2 separate regions of the Mus musculus genome follow, and region 2 is linked to region 1. A link is a contact called in public HiChIP or PLAC-seq data. All regions are on one chromosome and are shown on one strand. The core of a region is the stretch at or near the end of the contact, and the rest is flanking DNA. Distances in the headings are between cores, read along the strand shown.

What was found. HiChIP or PLAC-seq counts read pairs in DNA pulled down with a chosen protein or histone mark.
Region 2: an H3K27ac HiChIP or PLAC-seq map of T-cell acute lymphoblastic leukemia shows a contact between it and region 1, with 3 times the contacts expected there. The contact joins two enhancer-like sites. A contact is called at or near these places in 30 of 484 Hi-C or Micro-C datasets (ECoMG myeloid progenitors, the G1E-ER4 cell line, the N1E-115 cell line and 15 more), 5 of 115 datasets of contacts at active chromatin or transcription factors (CD8 T cells, T-cell acute lymphoblastic leukemia, extraembryonic endoderm stem cells and 2 more) and 2 of 9 other capture datasets (adipose tissue and liver).

Annotation. Positions count from the first base shown.
Region 1 is chr17:12,654,198-12,658,427 of GRCm38.p6, reverse strand. Slc22a1 (solute carrier family 22 (organic cation transporter), member 1) reads left to right here. Exons shown (of 11, transcript NM_009202.5): 8 at 1,382-1,490. Among named protein-coding and RNA genes, the nearest start is that of Slc22a1, 20 kb to the left of the region's middle. Within about 2 kb of position 2,372, at least 53 of the 459 cell types and tissues checked have an H3K27ac peak or open chromatin away from gene starts, as enhancers often do. A contact at or near this core is called in T-cell acute lymphoblastic leukemia, bone marrow-derived macrophages and regulatory T cells, where this site is marked.
Region 2 is chr17:12,792,625-12,796,854 of GRCm38.p6, reverse strand. The region is part of intron 1 of Airn (antisense Igf2r RNA); the gene reads right to left. Among named protein-coding and RNA genes, the nearest start is that of Igf2r, 25 kb to the right of the region's middle. RefSeq lists an enhancer at 3,785-4,230. Within about 2 kb of position 2,429, at least 112 of the 459 cell types and tissues checked have an H3K27ac peak or open chromatin away from gene starts, as enhancers often do. A contact at or near this core is called in T-cell acute lymphoblastic leukemia, bone marrow-derived macrophages and regulatory T cells, where this site is marked.

The DNA.
Region 1 (4,230 bases), core at 1,123-3,622:
AGAATCCCAATTAAGATTTTTAAACTGCATTGCATTGAGGCTGGGAAGGGGAGTATAGAGGTTGGAGGCCTTTTTAAAAATTTCTTTATTTTTGATGGTCAGAGCTAGGGCATTGCTGATCCTAGGACCCTCTTGGCCTTAGCATCTCCACTGGCTCTCTCCTAGGCCCTCTTGCTGCGGTGGTCCTTTTTTGGCTTCTATAAAGCATCTTAGGGCATTTCAGGCACTGGTGGGTTCTGGCGCCTCATCAGAAAGAGTAGAGTAAGTGCCTGCTATGGGCTGACTCACAGAGAAGGGTGAGCATTGATTCCATCAGGATCGGGAGACCTTGCTAAACCTCCTAAGTGGAGTGGGGCAGACCATATGGGTGTCTGGGATAGGGCTACCCTTGACCTTAAAGGAACAGTTAACATCTGAGCACCGAGTGTTGGACAGTTAGGGGAGTAGGTGGCATAGGGCCCAGAGTTAACTGGAGACACCAAGTGTAGCCCAATATTGGGAGCAAAACACTGGTGGCCTTGGCAGGAATGACTTAGCTAAACTTCTGTGTACGTGGATCTTTGACTGCCGCAGACTGAAGTACAGGTTAGAGGTATCTGTCCTCTGAGGGCAAGGATGCCAGCAAGTTCCAGTGGCCTAATTGGTGTGGATCTTCCGTGGGCAGAGCAGTGGAGCTGAGATCATGTTGTGCCCACGGGCAAGAAGTCTCCATTCTCTTTGAGATGTCACTAGTGAAGTCAGTGTCTGGGGACAGGGCCAAGATGACATGTGTGTAAATATAGAGACTTTCTTAGGGAGGGCACCTGGGTCAGAGTCATGGGCACTTGAGCTTTGGTGGCGAGGCAGGCCGAGCAATGGGTGATAAATCGCAGTACCCTCCCTCCCTCCCTGTGCAAAACCTTCCTTTCTTTGCTTGGAAATGAAGTCTAGGTTGAGGTTTAGTTCAAGGGCTACACCACACTACCTGTGCCTCAGGTACCGAGCTAACAACATCATCCTGTGTAATAGCTACAAGCCAGAGTTTCATTGCTGTGGCCAGGCTGGGCATTCATGTTACCCCTGACTCTCACAACTGCCTGCAAGCTGTGTAGATTCACTCCACGGGGGTTTAGCAAACGAAGGTGCAGAGAAATACATAGCTCATTTCTGCACAGCTGGTGGAGGCAGACACTTCAGTCTTTCTTCTGCATGATGGAACCTTCTAGAATATGTCATCAGAAAGTCCCCCAAGTCTCTTGGGCATCCGTTTACTAAGTGAAGATATAGCCAAGTGAGGCTGTCAGTGGTCCTAACTAGCCCAGTCCAGTCAGGCTTCTCCTCTGTCAGCTCCAGTTCATCCAGAGAGTGTTCTTGCTCCAACTATCTTCTTGTTTCTTCCTAGAGCTGCATTGGTTGAATGTGACCCTCGCTTGTCTTGGCCGTATGGGAGCCACCATTGTGTTGCAGATGGTCTGCCTAGTGAACGCTGAGCTGTACCCTACATTCATCAGGTGAGGCCACAAATGGGTTAGACACTGAAATAGCCACCGGATAGCCAGGCAGAGAGCAACATTTCTTTCCTTTTCCTTTTTTCTTTTTATTGGATATTTTCTTTACTTATATTTCAAATGTTATCCCCTTTCCTGGCTCCCCCGCCCTGGAAGCCCCCTATCCCATCCACCCTCCCCCTGCTTCTATGAGGGTGTTCCTCCTCTTTCCCATTCACTTCCTCCTCTCCACCCTTGATTCCCCTACACTGGGGCATCTATGGGGCCTTCATAGGACCAAGGACCTCTTCTCCCATTGATGCCTGACAAGGCCATCATCTGCTACATATGCAGCTGGAGCCATGTGTACTCCTTTGTTGATGGCTTAGTCCCTGGGAGCTCTGGGGGGGGGTATGATTGGTTGATATTGTTGTTGTTCCTATGTGTTGCAAACCCCTTCGCTCCTTCAGTCCTTTCTCTAACTCTTCCATTGGGGACCCCATGCTCAGTCCAATGGTTGGCTGCGAGCATCCACCTCTGTATTTGCCAGGCACTGGCAGGGCCACTCAGGAGACAGCCATATCAGGCTCCTTTCAAGCATGCATTTCACAGCATCCACAATAGTGTCTGGGGTTGGTAACTGCATATGGGATGGATCCCCAGGTGGAACAGTCTCTGGATGGCCTTTCCTTCAGTCCCTGCCCTACACTTTATCTCCATATTTGGAGAGCAACGTTTCTAAGGCACCTCTGTAAGAAGCCTGCAAGCTGTGCTGGGACAGAATTCTCCACAGAAGCAACTTAAGGAAGGAAACGTTTATTCTGGCTCAAGGAGGTACAGTCTATGATGGTTGGGAAAGCACAGTTTGTCAGCACGGGAGGCTGGTGAGCTGTTCACTCTGCCTCGGGAGCCAGGAAGTAGAGACTAAGCAGGAAGTGCGGTCAGACTATAAAACCAAGGCCCACTCCTAGTGACTCGGTTCCTTGTTTGTAGAGAAATGATGAGTGAAGTGGTTTCCCTACTATTGGAACGTCTTTGCTGCTGTTGGGTTGTGGTTCTTTATATATTCTGCATATCAGGCCCTCATCAGATGCTGGGCGTGTATGTAATCATCTTCCACTCAGAAGGGTGCCACTCTGTGGCCTGCAGCCCCAGTGAGCACAAGTTTTACATTTTCACATGGTCCAGCATCATTTTTCCTCTTGCTGTCCTGCTTTGGTATTGAAGAACTCTCTCTTTTCCCTTAAAGTCTCAGATTCAGAGAGTGAAAATGGCTTTTTCTGAAATACAGCTTGATGAGTTTGAGTGCTGTATGGGTCACACGCACGTATACATTTACATGTATTATTCTTCAACTTTTGGCTCTGTTTGCATAGTTTTGCCTTCTCCAGACCGCTGCAAATGAAAAGCCGTGACATGTAGACTGTTGCTTGGCTTCTGCGACTGATTGTGATGGGCTGTGTTCACTTCACTGCACGTGTCAGTGCCTTCTTCTTTCCTGGAAAGTACTCTAGAATGTGAGTGTTTAGTTCCTGCTTCTCCATCCGTGGGTGAGCCTAGCTGCCAGCATAGGGTGACAACAGGTCAGCTACTCTACACGTCCTAAAACCTTTGAATGAACACATGTTTGAATCGGGTGAACAGAGGAATGGGATTGGAGGGTCACAGTTAGATGAGCATGTGTTTTTATTTCCAAGACAGGGTTTCTCTGTGAACTTTCTCTGTAGATCCGGCTGGCCTTGAACTCAGAGATCCACCCGTCTCTGCCTCCCAAGTGTTGGGATTAAAGGTGTTCACCACCAGCAGTGGGCTGTGTTTAGTTTTATATTTATGAAAACTATTTTACCAAGATGCAGTACTTTTTTTGCATCCTCCAGGCGTATGTAGAGGATGGAGGTCAGTGTGTAGTGTAGCCACTTTGAGGTCCTCCCGGGAGGTCAAAGCATCATGGTAGCTAGGCTTTTCCTAGCCCCAGATGATATTCAGTGTCAGCACATGAGCTCATTGCCACCAGTATTCTAGGTGTGTGTGTGTGTGTATGTGTGTGTGTGTGAGTGCCTGCATGTGTGGTTTGTGTAAGTATATGTGCCTGTGTGTTTGTGTGAGTATGTGTGTGTGGTGTATACCAGTGCTTACATGTGTGATTTGTGTGACTGTGTGAGGATATGTGTGTGTTAGATGTGTGTGCTTGTGTGTGTGTGGAGAGAGAGAGAGAGAGAGAGAGAGAGAGAGAGCGAGAGAGAGAGCCTGTATGTGTGGTTTATATGAGTATGTGTGTTTGTGAGTATGTGTGTTTGTGTGTATGTGTGTAGGTGTGTATATGTGTTTGTGTGTGGAAGTCTGATCTCAACTTGCAGAAGGCTGTTCTCTCCTTCCACTTCTCCTTCCTCAGTTCTTGGGGATCGAACTGAGGTCATCAGACTCGGCAGCCTTGGTGCCTTTACTGCTGATCCTGTCTCCAGCCCCAAGCTCTCAACATGAAGTGAAGAGGATTTTAATTGTTAAAGCATCTACTTTATTTGACATTTTAAAAAAATGGCCATTATCATAACCTGCCCTTGGTTAGAATTTGGCCTATTACCTTAAAATTTCCTCCCCATGAATAATGTATTTCTTCTTCATTTGTTCTTGTGAAAATGTCTTAGAAACATTCCAGCTCCCTACTTTGTCTAACGCCTGCAGCTTTCCGAGCCAGAAGACACAGATGACAGCGGCCTACTCTTTGCTTTCTTCTGCCAGTTCCTTTATTAGAAGAACATGGTTT
Region 2 (4,230 bases), core at 1,180-3,679, 140 kb before region 1:
CTTGTGTGCGATAACCTCAAATGTTCGTTCAGTTGATGTCTGTTTGCTGTGTGGAGCAATGTTAGGCTTCCAGAGATAATGAGATATGATCTCTGCTTTCAGGGAGCTCTAAAAATGCTGAAAAAGGGCAACTTATATACACGTCTAAACTAGGAATGGTGGCATGGCACTCTCCTGCAACCCAAGTCACAGGAAGACAGAAGCAGGAGGGTCACTAGTTTGAGGCCAGCCTTGGCTTGACAGAGCCACTTGTCTAAAAATAAAAAAAGTTCAAATCTAAATTACAAGGCCCAAAGCATGCATTTGTTATAATAAGAGATACAATGGACTGGGGTTGAGACACTTTGGAAATCAGGCAAAATCTACTGAGAAAGGTGGCACTAGAGTCCCTCTAGGGAGTCACTATACCTTCTTGGGAAAACAGGGCATGGTGGGCCTGCCTGAAACTTCAGCATGTGAGGGATAGACACAGGCCAATCAGGAGTTGGAGGCCCGTCTAGCACACATGAGACCCTGTCATAAAGACAAACCAAAGGAGGCACATAGGAGGGTTCTAGGTAGAAACCTGTGGGTCAGTACAAAATTTTTGGATCAAGTACCACTATCCCAGTCATAGTACATAATTTTTTTCAGCTCTTTGAGGCAGAGTTTCTCTGTGTAGCTCTGACTGTCCTAGAAACTTACTTTGTAGACCAGGCTGGCTTAGAATTTACAGATCTGCCTGCCTCTGCCTTCTAAGGGCTGGGATTAGAGACGTGAACTAGTCCCATTGCCCAGCCTAGTCAAAGTATTGTATTTGTAAAATACTTGGACATAATTTAATGCACAAGTGGAAAGGAAGCTATTATGATTGGCTCTTGTGTTTTCTTCCCGCATCCCACAGGATTGTCAGGTCTGTTTACACACACACACACACACACACACACACACACACACACACACACACAGATAACCATACCCCCACACACACTCACATTCACTCACCCACCCACACCGGTGGCTTTAATGAGAAGGGTTATTTAAGATTATTCTGATGAGTTTTGTTTTAAAATTCAGTGTTCAGCAGGTAAAGGCCCTCACCACCAAACCTGATGTGGGCGGAGAGAACCAGTTCCTGTGAGGTAACCTCTGGCCTCCACTCGAAAGCTCCAGGTGGGCACATTCCCCTCCCCCAGCAAGATAAATAAATGTATGAGTGGTAAAACACTGATTGACTGAAAGTGAATAAGGGAGACAGGAGGGCGTCTGGGAAAGAGAGTGGGTCTGTTCTGCCTAAGCCAGGCGCTAATCCACAGCAGGGTATTGTTTATCTGTCTTCAGGAATCTGGAAATGTAACTAGGAACATCAGAAAAACCTCTCAGTAGAGCAGAGTCGACTGAGAGGTTGACAGCAAACTGGGGATCTGTGATGGTGTTCAGGAGGCACAAGGGAAAGAGAAGCGCACAGAGGCAAGGACAGACCTCAAAGGATGCAGATGCCTCTGGAACCCTGTAGCTTGAGGTGAACCTGAGATGAGGTTTTTCATCTGGAAGTGTCCTGACAGGGACAGACTGTTTGAGGACACCTTAGCAGTTTTGCCCAGTTATGGTGGCACACACACAGGATCTCAGGAGATAGAGGAAGGGAGATCAGGATTTCAACACTGTTCCCAGCTCCATAGGGAGTTCCCAGGCAGTCTATGTATCTCAAGTCCAGGGCTGAGACTCAAACCCTGGTCTCTTTGAGCACTAGGAAGTCTACCACCTACCTTTTTTTTTCCTTATTTTTTTAAAAGACTTATTTATTTATTATATGTAAGTACACTGTAGCTGTTTTCAGACACACCAGAAGAGAGTGTCAGATCTCGTTATGGATGGTTGTGAGCCACCATGTGGTTGCTGGGATTTGAACTCAGGACCTTATGAAGAACAGTCAGTGCTCTTAACTTCTGAGCTATCTCTCCAGCCCTACACCTCCAGCTCTAAGTGGGTCAGACCTCCTGAGGCATCTCCAGTGGCTGGGGGAGGCCTGGTCTGGAGGCAAAGACCATCAAGCAGCTATCCTGAGGGTGGCCTCGGAGATGGAAAAGAATAGACCGCTGATATTTTTCCTTGCCTGTGCGAACCCCGCGATGCCACATCATATACCCCTACATCCATTGCTTCTGGGCCCCATTGAGACCAGTTCCGCCCGTTTGTACAAGTGATTATTAACTCCACGCCAGCCTCAGGAGTCTTTTCAATATTTTGTGGTCTTGCTTCTGTTTTTCTTCTGCCAAGGACTGCTCACTCCATGGAAATCTTGGTTAACCGTAAGATCTTGCCAGAGAAAGCGAATGCCTTCGGGCGAACACACCCAGGAAAGCTGGTCTCTCTCCTACGTGGCTAGGAGCCTCCAGGAAGAGGGCTCCCTTGTTGTGATTGAATAGTATCGAAGCTGTTTTGTGTCTAGTTGTTAACATGTGTCTGCTTGCTTTCACCTAACATTCCAGCGCTGAGAAAGGCCCAAGTCCCATCAGTCTTGGCAGAATCTGTTCAAGATGCTTTCCTCATTTAGTAGTGAGAAAGGGTTGGGTGGAGGCCAAGGTCACTGGGAGACTCTCCCCTGGTGCTTGAGAGAGCTTCCTGCCAAGATTTCCTATCCCCTTTGGTGGCAGATTTGCTGTGGGAACAACCTCACCATCTGTACGGAGCCTGCAGATAGAAAACACACAGGACATGTGGGCCTCCCTGCCCCAGGCCTGCACGAGCTGTAATCGACACCCCTGTTGCCTGCTCTTGGGAAACAGGAAGTCTGAAGGAGTGCTTGTGGTTCCACTGGGCATTTCAGCAGCTCCGGGACAGAACCACTTAAACAGTCAAATGCAGCTCCCAGGTGCAGAGCAAAGTGGCAATCGGCAATAGCTGCTTGCAGGAACCATTTAGTACATAGCGATTTCAAAAAAAAAAAAAAAAAAAAAATCTTGGGGATGGAGAGATGGCTCAGCAGCTGCGAACACTTGCTGCCTTTGTAGAGGGTGTGCACATTAGCTTCCCAGGACCTATGCAGTGCCTCTCAGTGGCTTGCAACTCCATTTCCAGGAGCTCTGAAGCCCCCTTCTGGCTTCTATGGTCACTGTGCAAAGGTGGTTGGTGCTCATAACCCCCCAGAGGCTCACACACATAGTCAATGAATAGTTATTTTAAAAAAAAAAAACAATAGAACATTGTCTTTCTTTTCCCCCCATGAAACTGTCTATAGGTCTGTTGTGGTGGAACTATTCCACCCTTGCTTGTTGAGGAAATCATTTTTAAGAGGAATGAAGACAGGCCGAACTCATGTAGACCCAACCAGAAGAATGTATTATAAGGATTATGGGTAAAGTTTAATTGGAAGAGTGCTGACCAGGCTTGCATGTACCACATAAACCAGGAATGGTGGTACATGCCTATAATGTCAGCACTTGGGAAGTGGAGACAGGAGGTTAGAGGTTCGAGGTACCTCTTACTACATAGCAAGTTTGAGGCCAGTTCAGGTTACTTGAGACTCTATCAAAAAAAAAAAAAAAAAATCCCAAAGGCAAGATGGTGAACAATATGGAAAAAAAGAGAATTTTCTGCCTGAAGCGATGAACAAAGTCCACGGACTCTCACAATAGCAAGGTATGCCATTCAGGGTTTAGGTTTTTTTTGTTTTGTTTTGGTTTGGTTTTTTTTTTGTTGTTGTTGTTTTGTTTTTGTTTTTATTTTTACTTCAGAAAAATACCAGGATTGAATCAATCCAACGGGGGAAAAGTTTACTTTTGCATCCTGCTTAGGACTGTTCTTCCAAGGTCTTGCTGGGTACCAGGATGACTTATCTGAGCGTCTACACTGTTGTGTGGCAAGCCTGAGACACAGCTGATGGAGATAAGAACTGTAAACGTGTCAAAATGGAGGAAGGGATGAGTGAGCTGGTGGGACGGAAGAAAAGTGGATCAGAAAGAGGATTCCCTTGAGCCACCCCCTCCCCCATTCTGTTGTTAATCTGACATGGGTGAACCTAGGCTAGCATGGCCCCCTCTGTGGGGGACCAAGGCTAGTGACACAGGTCCTGTGCCCTGATCCTGGCTCTCATCCTGCAGTCTCACAGGCTGGATGCCTTGTCACTTTGCCTGTTCAAGGTTCAGCACGTGCCTCTCCAGATGGCCACACCCTGCCCAACCCTTGAACTGTGTTCCAGAGCCAACAGAACTGTGTAAACAAGAGCAGCTGGCAGGCTCCTGCTTCTCA